3 separate regions of the Mus musculus genome follow, and all the other regions are linked to region 3. A link is a contact called in public HiCAR-type and HiChIP or PLAC-seq data. All regions are on one chromosome and are shown on one strand. The core of a region is the stretch at or near the end of the contact, and the rest is flanking DNA. Distances in the headings are between cores, read along the strand shown. Region 1 overlaps Prex1 (phosphatidylinositol-3,4,5-trisphosphate-dependent Rac exchange factor 1). Region 2 overlaps Prex1 (phosphatidylinositol-3,4,5-trisphosphate-dependent Rac exchange factor 1). Region 3 overlaps Sulf2 (sulfatase 2).

Evidence for each region. HiCAR-type assays count read pairs that join an accessible place to other places. HiChIP or PLAC-seq counts read pairs in DNA pulled down with a chosen protein or histone mark.
Region 1: a HiCAR-type map of astrocytes shows a contact between it and region 3, with 2.7 times the contacts expected there. The contact joins two enhancer-like sites. A contact is called at or near these places in 1 of 15 datasets of contacts at CTCF or cohesin (large pre-B cells), 5 of 484 Hi-C or Micro-C datasets (the G1E-ER4 cell line and bone marrow-derived macrophages), 4 of 115 datasets of contacts at active chromatin or transcription factors (astrocytes, differentiating embryonic stem cells, embryonic stem cells and 1 more) and 1 of 9 other capture datasets (embryonic stem cells).
Region 2: an H3K27ac HiChIP or PLAC-seq map of epiblast stem cells shows a contact between it and region 3, with 8 times the contacts expected there. The contact joins two enhancer-like sites. A contact is called at or near these places in 1 of 15 datasets of contacts at CTCF or cohesin (large pre-B cells), 5 of 484 Hi-C or Micro-C datasets (the G1E-ER4 cell line and embryonic stem cells), 3 of 115 datasets of contacts at active chromatin or transcription factors (embryonic basal ganglia, epiblast stem cells and stem cell-derived neural progenitor cells) and 1 of 9 other capture datasets (embryonic stem cells).

Annotation. Positions count from the first base shown.
Region 1 is chr2:166,665,485-166,669,664 of GRCm38.p6, forward strand. The region is part of intron 1 of Prex1 (phosphatidylinositol-3,4,5-trisphosphate-dependent Rac exchange factor 1); the gene reads right to left. Among named protein-coding and RNA genes, the nearest start is that of Gm50596, 35 kb to the right of the region's middle. Within about 2 kb of position 2,492, at least 71 of the 459 cell types and tissues checked have an H3K27ac peak or open chromatin away from gene starts, as enhancers often do. A contact at or near this core is called in astrocytes, where this site is marked.
Region 2 is chr2:166,682,148-166,686,586 of GRCm38.p6, forward strand. All of the region lies in intron 1 of Prex1 (phosphatidylinositol-3,4,5-trisphosphate-dependent Rac exchange factor 1), which reads right to left. Among named protein-coding and RNA genes, the nearest start is that of Gm50596, 19 kb to the right of the region's middle. Within about 2 kb of position 1,949, at least 57 of the 459 cell types and tissues checked have an H3K27ac peak or open chromatin away from gene starts, as enhancers often do. A contact at or near this core is called in epiblast stem cells, where this site is marked.
Region 3 is chr2:166,077,961-166,081,817 of GRCm38.p6, forward strand. It overlaps Sulf2 (sulfatase 2), which reads right to left. Exons shown (of 21, transcript NM_028072.5): 12 at 3,518-3,746; 13 at 3,327-3,423; 14 at 2,837-2,931; 15 at 2,057-2,116; 16 at 1,500-1,669; 17 at 1,077-1,219. Among named protein-coding and RNA genes, the nearest start is that of Gm52534, 40 kb to the right of the region's middle. Within about 2 kb of position 2,336, at least 79 of the 459 cell types and tissues checked have an H3K27ac peak or open chromatin away from gene starts, as enhancers often do. A contact at or near this core is called in astrocytes and epiblast stem cells, where this site is marked.

The sequences.
Region 1 (4,180 bases), core at 1,242-3,741, 590 kb after region 3:
TGTTCTGCGAAAGGCCCAGTAAGACAATGGACAAACAAGCGAGGGCTTGGGGACTATGTATGAATGACATTCTGGCAAGGGAAGTGTGCCCAGGCTATAACCCTAACCCCAAAAAAGAAACCAAGCAAACCAACCTTTAAACTAGTTTCTCATGTGACTCCTGGGGATTCACACAGAAATGTCTATCACTCCAGATAGGCAGCCACAGACCAAAGAAACCCCTCCCATCCCAAGCCCAGCTTGGTGAACCAATGGCCTTATCAGGGTTCCTTCCAAGAGCACGGGTGACTCCTGAGCAGCCAGAGGATACTAAAACCCCACCCCAGCCGGCATGGTGACTCACACAAACTAGACCACAGGAGTCCCCATCCCAACCACTCTCTCTTCTCTGTGCATTGTAGCACCCCAAGATCATGTGCAGCAGCAGAGGGGGAGGGAACCACAGCTAGAATCTTGGAGGTGGGTTTGAGGACCCTCTCTGATCTCATGATGGCCTTATCCAGGGGGTCACACGGCTAGTGTAACTTTTTTATCTTGCTGATTAGTTTCATTTGGAGGGAGCATGCCTGCAATGCCTGCAATGATGCTCCTGTGGAAGTCAGGGGACAGCTGGCAGAAGCTTGGGGCTTCAACTCCAGTCACAAGGCTTAGAGACAAGCGCCTCTGTCCACTGAGCCAGTTCACCAGCCCCGGCTACTCTGGTCTCAAGACGACACCGGCTGTGAGTATCAGGCCCAGAGGTTCTACATAAGCAGAAACATGAAAATCATAAAAAGTCAACCTTGAACACACAGCTGTGCAAAGAAGATATACGAGTGGAAGGAAGGCACAGGAAAAGCTATCCAGCGCCATCAGTGAGGGAGAGGCTGAGGAAAACCACAACCTGCCACTTCCACACGTATGTACGTACATCTGCCAGAATGGCTTAAAAGGCAAATCGACAATACCAAGTGTTGTCAGGGATGTGAACCACCAATCTCTCAGATCCCACTGGTGAGAAATTTAAGTGACCCGGCGCCTTTGCAAAGCCGCCTGCAACTTCACACGCTGCTAAGCACTCAGAGCCCACACAGCCTAACAACGCCACTCCTGGTGTCTATTCTGGATACACGAGAACTCATGTTCACAAGCAAACAGTGCATACACTCTTAACAGCGGATGTCCAGGTCAGCCAATGAGGAGGGACTCTGTGTCCTTGGGTGAATGTTGAACCGTGGGATGGTGTAAGCTCTAAAAGGAACACACTTGACACACGGAGACCCCGGCTGAACCCCAAGTGCTACCTGCTGGGACTCAGAAAGCTGTATACCATGTGAGTCCCCTGTGTGCAGTGCACAGCCTCCTTTATGTCCCCACGACATTGTCTACAGTGAAGCATATATTTTTAATTTTCTAGAAAAGACAAAACTATGGGCCATGGGAAATAGATGAGTGAGTGGCTGTGGAGGAGGAACAGACCTGAAAGCATGGCTCCTCAGAGGCCACAGAAGGTCTGTGGAGGATAGAGTTGCTCTCTACGTGGGCTGCGGTGGGAAAGAACTCCACACATGTGACGTAATGTGCATACACACCATACATGTACACACACACACACACACACACACACACACACACACACTTAACCCAAAACATCCATCTTTACTATTTTCAAATTCTAAATGTTAAATCTGTTTAACATACCTCACTCTGGGCTTTTCCAAACAGAGCTACAACTTGAAGGGAAGATGAAGTGAGTACAAGGAGCCCTCTATGCAGGGCACTCAGTGAGCCACAAGCACACAGGTCACCTGACCTTGGGTGCTAAGTCCCTTGGGGATGAGCTGGTACTGCACTAGGGCAGGAAAAGCTCAAGGTGTGCCTAACAAACACAGAAGGGACATGAGAGGAGAACCCTGAGCAGGCCCAAGAGCCCTGGGGTCAGAGGGCTCGTGGGGGCGGGGAATGCCGAAGACACAGAAGAGCACACAAGGCCAATTCATTCCCGTTAAACAAGGTATAGGGAAGGTTCGAAGGCAGAGGTGTCTGGGACAAGATTGGGGTCTAGCTGGGATGCTGGGGAGAAAGCAGCCAGAGCGACCCCAAATCCCTGGTGTGAGCAAGGGCAAGGAAGGAGTTACCTGTGCAGGCAGGAGCAGGCCAGGGAGGAAGGGATGCTGAGTACTGGCTGAAAGGGAAGTCAGAGGCCATCACAGGACCTACCCAACACCTTGTCTCAAAACAAGGCAGAGGGGGAGAGGGGGGACAGGGAGCTAGGGAGGGATGAATCAGACCGGTTAGTAAGTTCTGGACTGTTACAATAAGGCTGCCATGTTCTTCCATAGTCCAGTGCCCCCCACCCCCATCCCTCACGAAAAACACCCTTCATCCAAGAATAAAAGAAACACCAGGAGCTCAGGCACTCTTTGGAGCAAACGCTCTGGCTGACTCAGACCTTCCTCCAGAGTGACAAACTCCATCCTCAGTGAGCTGTCTGGGGCAGGCATGTGACTGGAAAGACAATGCTTGGCATCCACCACAGAGCCCAACTCACAGGCACCAGCTCGGGCTCTGCAAGCGCCCTGGATGGCACTGTGAAAACTGCTCACACTTTATCCAACACAAGCCATACCTACCCTGGTGGCTCTCAAATTGCAGAACTTATCAGCTTGTTCCTATGTTAATCAGGGTGCCGGGGACCTGCTGTAAAAACACTTTAGGAGCCAGTGGCTCTGCACAGACTACAAGTGGCGGCTGAGGATCGAGTTTCTGCAAGGTGCTGCCAATAAAATCGCAGTGGTCCACTTTCCCAGCAGGTCTGTGGAAGACATCAGCGAACAGGCTGCCCATGAATGTGGTGACAAAAAAAAAAAAAAAAACGCTATGTCGCTGCCAGCGCTCCTTCCAGCTGACAGAATTTCAAGAGCTTTCGGTGAATCAAAGTCACATTTGCTGGGAAAGCTGGCTGAGCCTGGCTACCTTGAAGATACCTCAGCAGGAAGGAGGCGACGTCGCTAGCCACTGCCCCTGCCTTTTGCAAACCCGTGTCCTCCACAAATGAACACAGAATCCAGGCATGTGCTTGACACGGGTGGAAAGAACCCAGGGGAGGCGGTGGCACGGGACTGAAGAGGGGGTAGCGACGATGTACCCAGCTGAGAATGCCTCCATCCCATGAGTCTGGCTTCCCAAACTCCTATAGGCCACTTCCAAAAGAAGTTGTGAGGGATGAACAGATGGCTCAGCGGTTAAGAGCATTTGCTGCTCTTGACGAGAAAAAAATAAAGACAAAAAATAAAAGCCCTTGAAGAGGTGACCATCAGAGCCCTCACTAGGGGCCAGTGAGATGGCCCAGAGGGGAAAGACGCTTGCTGCCAAACCCACAACCTGAGTTTGATCCCTGAACCCAGTGGTAGAAGCTATTCTCTGACTTCCCCCCACACAAGCCAACAATGTGCGGCATACAAACACACACACACCCCTGGATGGATAGGTGGATGGATGGATGGATGGATGGACAGACACATGTGATAAAAAGAAGAGGCCTTCATGAAATAACTCTTATCAAGGCCCTGTGAAGGGCAACTCCACATTAGGGTGCCTCCAGCACTCCTGCAGTGTTATCAGAGAAATCATGCATTCCCCAAGAGACACTAATCAGCATTAAATCTCCTAACCACCACTGATGACAGCCAGAGAACCAGCTGCTCTCAGGCCCTCAGCTCTCTTCCTCAAGGTGAAGGCCTCACTGGGCCCCCTCCCACCCAGACCTCAAGCCCCCCCACCTCCCTAGAAGCCCCTCCCTGAGGACAAAGCCCTGGCTTCCCTCAGGCCGTGGGATTCCACCAGAAAAATCTGACTGGATGGACAGAGCCGTGAAGCATGTCTCTTTGCTACCTGGCCCCTCTGTCACCTGTCCCCAGCAACCTTGGCTGAGTGGGGTTGGCTCTCAGCTCCCTGCCTGCAGCCGCTACGATGCTGGCAAAGCCGTTCGGTGTACACTTAGATATTAATGACATATAAATCCATCTCAGCGGAGTTCATACTTCTAAAAAGTGATGACTGCTTTGCCTGTCAATCAACCACTCACCCAGGGTCTCCTGAAACTAGCCAGCTGAAGACAGAAGGCAGGGACATGCTAGCCCTGTCCCTATCTCTGGGTCAGAGTGACGATACCAGGCAAAACTCCACTAGACTCATTCAT
Region 2 (4,439 bases), core at 699-3,198, 600 kb after region 3:
CTGCTAGGCTTCCCTCTCTTTCTTACCTCTCCATGTGCATCCCTCCCAAAGCTACGCACTTATAAGGAAGGAAAACCTGCCCAGACAGAGGACTAGCCTTCCTTCGGTCAAGGGTACCCAGGTAGCTTTGGTCCCCGGAAAGAACTTGCAGACAAGCTCTCAAGAAACAAAGACCATATGCAACAGGATCCTAGTCTAAAGTCCAAAACCCGTTGAAGCTAATATTCAATGACAGAAATCAGGGCTGGGGATGTGCCTCGGTTGGCAGAGCCCCTACCTAACATCCAGGAGGTCCCCAGCACCCCCATCAAACAGGTGTGGTGTCTCAGGATCTGTAATCCCAGCAGAAGCAAGGGTCAAGGCCATCATGAGCTACCTAGTGAACCCAAGGTCAACCTAGGCTACATGAGATGATGCTGTCTTGAAACAACAAATCAGAATTGTGGGTATGTGGTAGTAACAAAGAGAAGGGCCAGCCTGTGGGTGCTGGTGGCCCTCCCTCTGGAAAATGGGAACTAGTTACACAGACATCATATCACACGCAAGTCCACAAGCCTGACTTAACACTGTATGTTTTACACATAAGACTTTGCTGAAGGAGCCAAGCATTTAAATGCTGTGGATGGCAAGGGAGCTAGCACGTTGATCATAGTGGACCGCATATATATGGATGGTCCCCAAATTCCATCACCTCCCTTTCCCAGAGAGAGCTCTCTGCTGGAGGCAAAGCCCCCTACTGCTCCCCAAGAAAGCAGCAAGTGAGAATCAAGCTGGCCTTTGTGGTTGGATCCAACACAGCAGGACAAAGAGCCAAATGACGAGCAGAGGGGGGACCCCAGCCCCCCAAGACACTGAAGCCCATTCACATTGGAGGCTGGCCATTTCCCCAGGGAGCTGGGAACAATATTCCCTTTTACCACCCTTCTTGTCTCCTACTTCCGCATTTAATTGCAAGTTCATGGGTATTAAGTAGCTCACACAGCTGACCTAGCTCCCTCTCCCAGCCCCATCCCCCCAAAAAGAGTGGCACAGCGTGGCCTCTGTTCCCAGCCCCTCTGTGGTCTTCCCAGGGATTTCTGCCTAGAGATGAGAAAACAGCAATCCCAAAAACCCACGTAGGTCCCCAGACTGTTTTCTCACCTAGCCAGCCAGGCTGCTCCTGTCCTCCCCACCCCTGCTCAAAGGTGACTCAATGGCAGCCTCTGCTCTGACCTCCCATGCCTTTCTGTTGCCCCACTGACTCCCAGGGAAAACTACATCCTGCCTGGCAGCAGAACCCAGGCTCAGAGCATCAGCATCTCTTGCCTGCCTGGCTTTGCCTTCCCTAGGCCAGCTTCTAGTTCCCGCCTCAGCAGGTGGCCAAGCCTTGGATCACCTCTTGCTCATCTCAGAGCAGCACTTAGGGCAGTGCCTGGTGGCCTAACAGGGCTGAGAAAACGTCCCATCCTTCAAGGATGCTCCTCCACCCCGACTCCCAGGTTTCCCACCTCCAGGAGGTTAAGCCCTCTGCACACGTCCTAGAAGTCTCCATCTTGTTCACGAAGTCCCCCGGGTGACTCCTCGACACTGAGATGCCTCATCACGCCCCCCTCCTTTCCCTTCCAATCCCAGGAGACCAGTTTTGCTTCACTAGGACACCTCCTGGTCCAGGCTGCCACCAGCCGTATACAGCACCTCTTACTGCTTTTCTAGCTCAGCCTCAATTGACCCACGGGACCCAGAGAAGCACAGGATAGACCCACACACACACAAACTTCTGCCCGCTTAAAGCCCTCATCTCATAAGCATCTGTTCTCACCCCTATTCCCTACTCCCCACCCCCACCCACCCTGCCAGAAGTCCTGCTCGTCTCCGTAGCGGGCCCTGAACTGCTGGCCAAATCACTTGCCTCATCTCAGATTCAAGCCTTTCCGGCCTGACCACGTGTCCTCGGAGGTGGGGCCTATGGGGGGCGGAGCATCTGTAGAGAGTGAGGGGTCAAAACAGACTCCTAGGCTACAATCTCCAGCAAGCACCTGGGAGAGCAGGGGCTCCCAGCAGGTGATCCATAAACATTTGCCAGGATTGGGGAAATGGAAACATCTCTTTGTTTTCGGGGACTGACTAGGAACCTCCTCCGCTCCTTACAGGACCCTGAAACTGCAGCAAATAGGTGTGTCCCTGTGGCAAGCGATCACTGCCCTATCTATAGTATTTCCTGTATTTCTCAAGAACCCCAGTTAGGGTCACAGGCATGGAGCTACCTCATATCACACAGCAATGACAAAGCAGAGAGAGGTGAGGTCCTCTGCCCTGTATGCCTGAGCCCTGTACTCCTGCAGACCACAGGAGACACGCTGAGCTGCAGTTGTCCTGCCCAGGTGTCTGCACATAGTGTCACCTGCTCCAAACGGAAGCTTTTTATTCTAAGGACCACTCCTTTCCCACATGTACCCAAATACAGAGGGGGCTCTGGCACCCCATGCACCCTTGGGTGGAGCTACAGAGAGGTGGAGAGGGGTGGGGGAGGTGGGGCTTGTCTAATCCTCTGGGGAGGTGGGGGCTCGCCCTGGGCTATACTTGCTGAGCCCTCGCTCCTGCCGGTCACCTCCAGTGGTGGACAACGCCTCCCTCTAATCTGCATCTGGACCAAGTGCCACAAAAAGAGACAGGTGGGAGAGAGCTGCTTTGATGTGGTAGAGGAGGAACCTGCCTGACTCAGGGGTCTAGCCAACAGTGGGATGGAAATAAGGACTAAAGAATGTGACCAGGGCAACTAGAATAGAACTATCCCTCAAACCCTCATGTCATCATCTTATGGAAACCACCCAGTGACCCCTGGAGCTGAGAACACCTGTCTCTCCCCCATTTATGGGTAGAGAAACCAAGGCACAGAGAGGCTTAGTAATCTGCTCTGAGTCACACAGCTTCCTAAGGCTAGACCCAAATCCAAACTTGTCAAGACAGGGTCTCTCACTGAACCTGAAGTTAGGCTGGCAGCCAACGAGTTACAGCAACCCCATCTCTAACCCTCACAGTACCAGGGTTTCGGAGACATGTACAGCTATGCCTGGCTTTTTATGTGGGTGTGGGGGGACTCGAACGCAGGTCCCCAGGCTAACATAGCGAGCACTCTTACTTAGCCCCCTGAGCCAGCTCTGCTGCCCAACATGTGGAACTCTTGAGTTTTAAAATCAGGACACAGAAACCAAGGTTGCTGCAGTTAAAACACGGATCACCAGGCCTCTCTGTGACAGGGCCCTGAGAGAAGACAGGCATCCTGAGGTGTCACCCAGGCTCTGACAGGCTAAGGAAGGGAGAGAACCAAGGGGGCCTTCCCTGAGAACAGCAGTGTGTCACAGACCAGTGAGTGGCATCTCATCTGGCCTTAGGTGGTCAAGAACCCACACTAAGGGGCTGGCAAGATGGCTCAGTGGTTAAGAGCACTGACTGCTCTTCCAGAGGTCCTGAGTTCAAATCCCAGCAACCACATGGTGGCTCACAACCATCTGTAACGGGATCCGATAACTTCTGGTGTGTCTGAAGACAGCATACAGTGTATGCATATAAAAATAAATGTCTTTTAAAAAAAAAGAAGAAGAAGAAGAAGTCACACTAGTACAGACAGTAAAACTGAGGTGTCCCAGTTTGGACCACAAGTTAAGAAGGACGGGCGTGGCTAATTCAGAGCATCCTGGGACCCAAAAGGCTCAGCAAGCCTAAGAGATCACACTTTCACCGAACAGTTCCTTTACCTGGCAGAAAGAGAGAGGATCAGATCAGCCAGTGGCCCCTGAGCATACGCTCTGAGCCCTGAAACAAGATCCAAGAGGCCCAGAGGCAACATATGCAGAAGGGGAGGGAGAGGGAGACACGCACTGACAGCTACGGAGCGACAGACAAGCCATCTGGAGCCCCATCGTGATAAAGGAAGGGGACCCAACAAGACTGGGGTGCTTATAAGACAGGAGGTAGGTGTGGGGACAGGCAGCGCTGCCTGTCATCAGAGCTCACAGGCTCCACTCCCATCAGCGACTCTACCCATTCCAAGCCCCTTCCCTCCCCCCCACCCTCCCACCCCACCCCACCCCACCCCACCCCACCCCCCACCCCCCCCCCCCCCCCGTTTCCAGTTTCTCAAAGTTGAACCTTAAGTACTATCCTGGTACAAGCCATTTGGGAGGCGTTTGGGGAGGAAGTCCATGGCCCAGTCTGGTCAATCAGAGCAGGGCTCCTCCCCACAAGGGTTCTACAATGGAGGAACTCAGGAAGCAGGCAAAGGAGCTCCTTGATCCAGCTGTGCCTGAAGCCCAAGCATGAGTCAAGCAAACACACAAAGCCTTCGTTTATTTAAAGACTGAGTCGGGATTTCTGCAAACAGGCTCAGATACCCAGGTGTTCAAACATTAGGATGTCATCAGACACCCCAAAGTGTCATAACCTACATGTCCACTATCTCT
Region 3 (3,857 bases), core at 1,086-3,585:
TTTTATGTTGCTGTACAGATGGTTGTGAGTCTTCTTGTGGTTGTTAGGAATTGAATTTTTTAGGACCTCTGCTTGCTTTGGTCGGCCCCCCGCTAGGTCCGGCCCAAAGATCTATTTATTATTCTATATAAGTACACTGTAGCTGTCTTCAGACTCGCCAGAAGAGGGCGTCAGATCTCATTACGGTGGTTGTGAGCTACCATGTAGTTGCTGGGACTTGAATTCAGGACCTTGGGAAGAGCAGTCAGTGCTCTTACCCGCTGAGCCATCTCGCCAGCCCCCCATTGGGTATCTTGCATAGCCGGGTTCCGCAGGTCTACCTTAGGTTTGACCTTTTTGTTCCTCTTGATGGAGGAACTTGGTATGGAGGTGGGCCAGGGACCTTGGGGCTTTGCCTAGTCTGGCACTACTGATGGTTACTAACTGACGATGTCTGCCACCCTCTTTGGTAAAGTATGGGCTAAAGTGTCAGAGAAGGAAAACTGGCGGTCTCTGGCTACTTGCGCCATGGCTGCTGACATATTGAAGTCACAGTGTATGGAGCTGTGTCGGGCTTTTTGAATGAGGTTGAGTGGTTGGTCATTACCAAGGTCACCTTCCAGAATGGCTAAGGAGCAGGGTTCTGGTTTTAGGAGCTTTGCTGCTTGTGGTTGTCTTGTGCGGCTCTGAGCCACTGCAGTCACACCTGTGCTGAGGTGTGTCCAAAGGAGGGAGACTCCGCACAGAGCTTGTCTTGGGTGCATGCTGGGTAAATGTTAGGGTTGCTTGTCTGTACTCTCCATGGCAGCCTAGAGAGTCCAGAACGTGGCCTGATCCTGTAGCTCTACTGATCAAGGGTCCACAGAAGTACCTGCTGAGCTCTGTAGGCAGTCTGCCTGAGGGGGAGGGAAGAACTGGACTGTAGATCGGACACAGGGCAATGGAGGGAGACGCATGTGGACAACACAGAGTCCCAGACTCCAAGTGGCCTCAGAACTCAGTCTTCCAGGCTTAGGGGCCGTGAGGGGCTTCTCTTCTGCAGCTGTATGCCTGTGTCTCACACGCCTGTCTCCCTGTCTCCCTGACCATGCCTGTACCTGGTAGGGGTCTGTACTGAGGTCAAAGTATTCTATGAAGCCGGTTGCAAATTCGCAGAAGAGGAAGTTGTGGGTCTCATTTATGGTCCTCAAGCACCAGTACGTGTTGTTGTTGGCGCTGGTGCAGGCGCAGAACGGCCCCACTGTGGAAGGAAGAGTGAATGTCCTGAGTGTGCCCGCAGAGAGACAGTCGGTCAGACAGCCTCCCCGAGACAGGCTCTCAAATGCCAAGTGACAAGCACAGGTTTCTAAGACACCTCTAGCAGTTTGGCCCTCTGAAGCCAGGGAAAGGTAGGTGGCCATGCACAGGCCTCCCATTCTCTGCCTGTCCCTGCTTGCTCATGCACACAACTCCCCTGTCCCCTGCCTGCCTCTGCTTGCCCACACACAGGCCTCCCATGCCCTGCCTGCCCATTTGCTCACGCGTCCAGAGTGGCGCCGTCTGCCAGTGGTGGTTGTCGTGGGTAAAGCACGTGAGGCCGGGCATGCTGCACGTATCGTTGTTCTGCAGCCGTTTGAGCAGCTTGCGCAGTTTCTTCTTGCGTTTCTGCTCCCGCAGCAGCCACACCTTGTCCTTCTCCTGCAGACCCTTCCTGAGGGCACAGGGGACCACACACGCTTAGGACCTCTGAGGGTTCAATGACCTCAGCCTTGTGGTTCGCCCCAGTGGTTGGGCAGCGTCATCAAGGGCTCTAAGTCCCTCTGTTGTCCAGGCCACAGCTAGGGCCAGACCCCAGGGCCTTTCTCCTCCTCTGGCCTCCTTCAGCCCCACCCACCAGCGGCAGAAATGGGTGTCCAGTGCTTAGTGTGGCTACAGTACCATATCTAACCAGTCTTTGTATGAACCTGGGGCCCCTCCAAGGACTGCGTAGACCTCACCTCCCAGGGAAAACCCAGCCCAGCCTGAATGTGCCTTGTGTGTTTTAGCTACAGACAGGTAGGCATGGCACCTTACCCCTTTGGCCTATCCCTACCCTTACCTGAAAGGGTGCAGGCTGGAGCCTTTGTGCTTGAGACGGCCTTTGTGTTGGCTGTGGTAACTGCAACAGACCCCCCCACCCCAGTCCCCAAGAGTCAGAGCTTTGCAGGATACTCTGGCAGGCATGCAGCGGGGTTCACTGCTCTTGCTCACTGCACCCTTTCCTAGGTGGGATGGAGGGCACTGTATCCCCCTGGTTGCCAGCTCCATGCTTGGTTTAGATGCCCCATGTCAGACTTTACAAGGTCAGGACGGAAATAATTAACCCGGACTGGAGGCTGGGCCTGGCTTCAGTTGGTGTCAGCCGTGGCCTCTGAAGGCCGATTTGTATCATACCATGTACCTCATGCTTAGAAGGGGGCTTTGAGACTGGCCCGAGTCAGCAAAGGTGTTCAGAACTGTGTGGCTCCTTCAATTTAAACCAAGGAAAATTCTTGCTCCAGGTTCCCCAGTCACAGGTGTTATGTGACTGCCACCCTGGACAGTGACTGCAGAGAGACTCCATGTCTTTCTGTGTGGGAAGTTCTCTCAGGCAGGCAGAACCCTGAGTGGCAGCCCAGCAGTTCCCAAAGGCAGTGAGCAGAAGCCTGTGCCCCAAGGCTGGGGCCTGCCCAAACACAGCTCAGCCTGACCCCGCCCCCGGGGGCGGTCCCTGAGTTTCCCTGATGAGAGTTATTGGCTCCTTATCTTGACAGACAGGGTCCAGTGCTGAGAGGGCCCCGTGTATCCGCAGGACGCACTGGTGTCCAGGGCTTGAGTGGGGCCGGGGCTGCTCTCTCACCTGATTCTATGGCAGTCACATTCTTCCGGTCGCTTCTTCTTCAGGTGACCCCTGACTTCTCGAAGGTTCTTAATTTTGTTCTGCAGGGTTTCGATCTGAGGGAGGGAATGGGAGAAGCCTAGGAACCACAGGGTGACTGCGGGTGGGAAGGGTACAGCCACATCTACGTTTGTGGCTCTGCCCGTGGAAGGGGGCCTCCCTGAAGGAACAGACTCTTCCTACCGCCAGCAGAGCCTACGGAGGCTGTAGCGAGAGCAAGCTCTATAGGGGGGTGTCTCACAGGTCTAAATAAAGTATGCTGCGCTGTCCCCAGCCAGCCAGCCATCTCTGAGCTGGACCTTTGGCTGGCTTCCAGACCCCATGACTCAGATTCCTATTCTGGGATGGGGTCATGGATTCTGGGGGACCAATCTTGCTTTCTCCCCTCACCAGGCCCCCCGCCCTTCCTGTGGATGCTGGCCGCCAGCCTGTGCTGCCCCAGTGGCCACACCTCATGGTCGATGTGCAGCTTGTGGTCTTTCCAAGCCTGCAGGGACTTGTACAGGTCCAAGTCGCACTGGACTGTGTCATTCTCAAGGATGTAGCACCTGCTCCAGAGAAAGGGTCATGAGTGGCCGGCCCCGAGGGGAGAAGAGAGGCCCAGCCTGTCCCTCTACCCCCAACCTCCAGCCAGACTCTCACCGATGGGTCACTTTGATGGGATTGGGGGCAGAATAATCTGGAAGGCCACCAGTACCACTGAAACTGCCACCATCCTTGTCATCTTGGTCTTCAGGGGCCCCTGGCCAGTGCGGCTTGCTAAGGTTGCGGGGCTGAGGCACAGTATCCAAGCCTACGTGGTATATCTCACCGTCCACCTCGATGGCCACGGAACGGATGGAGCGGTTCCGGGCATAGCTGGTCTTATACTCTGTGGGTGCCAGGAGGGATGATAAGTCAGAGAGGCTGGGACAGGCTGTCCAGGGAGCCCCAGCCATGGGCCTTCAATCAAGACAGGGGTAAAACCCCAAGTTCCAGTCTC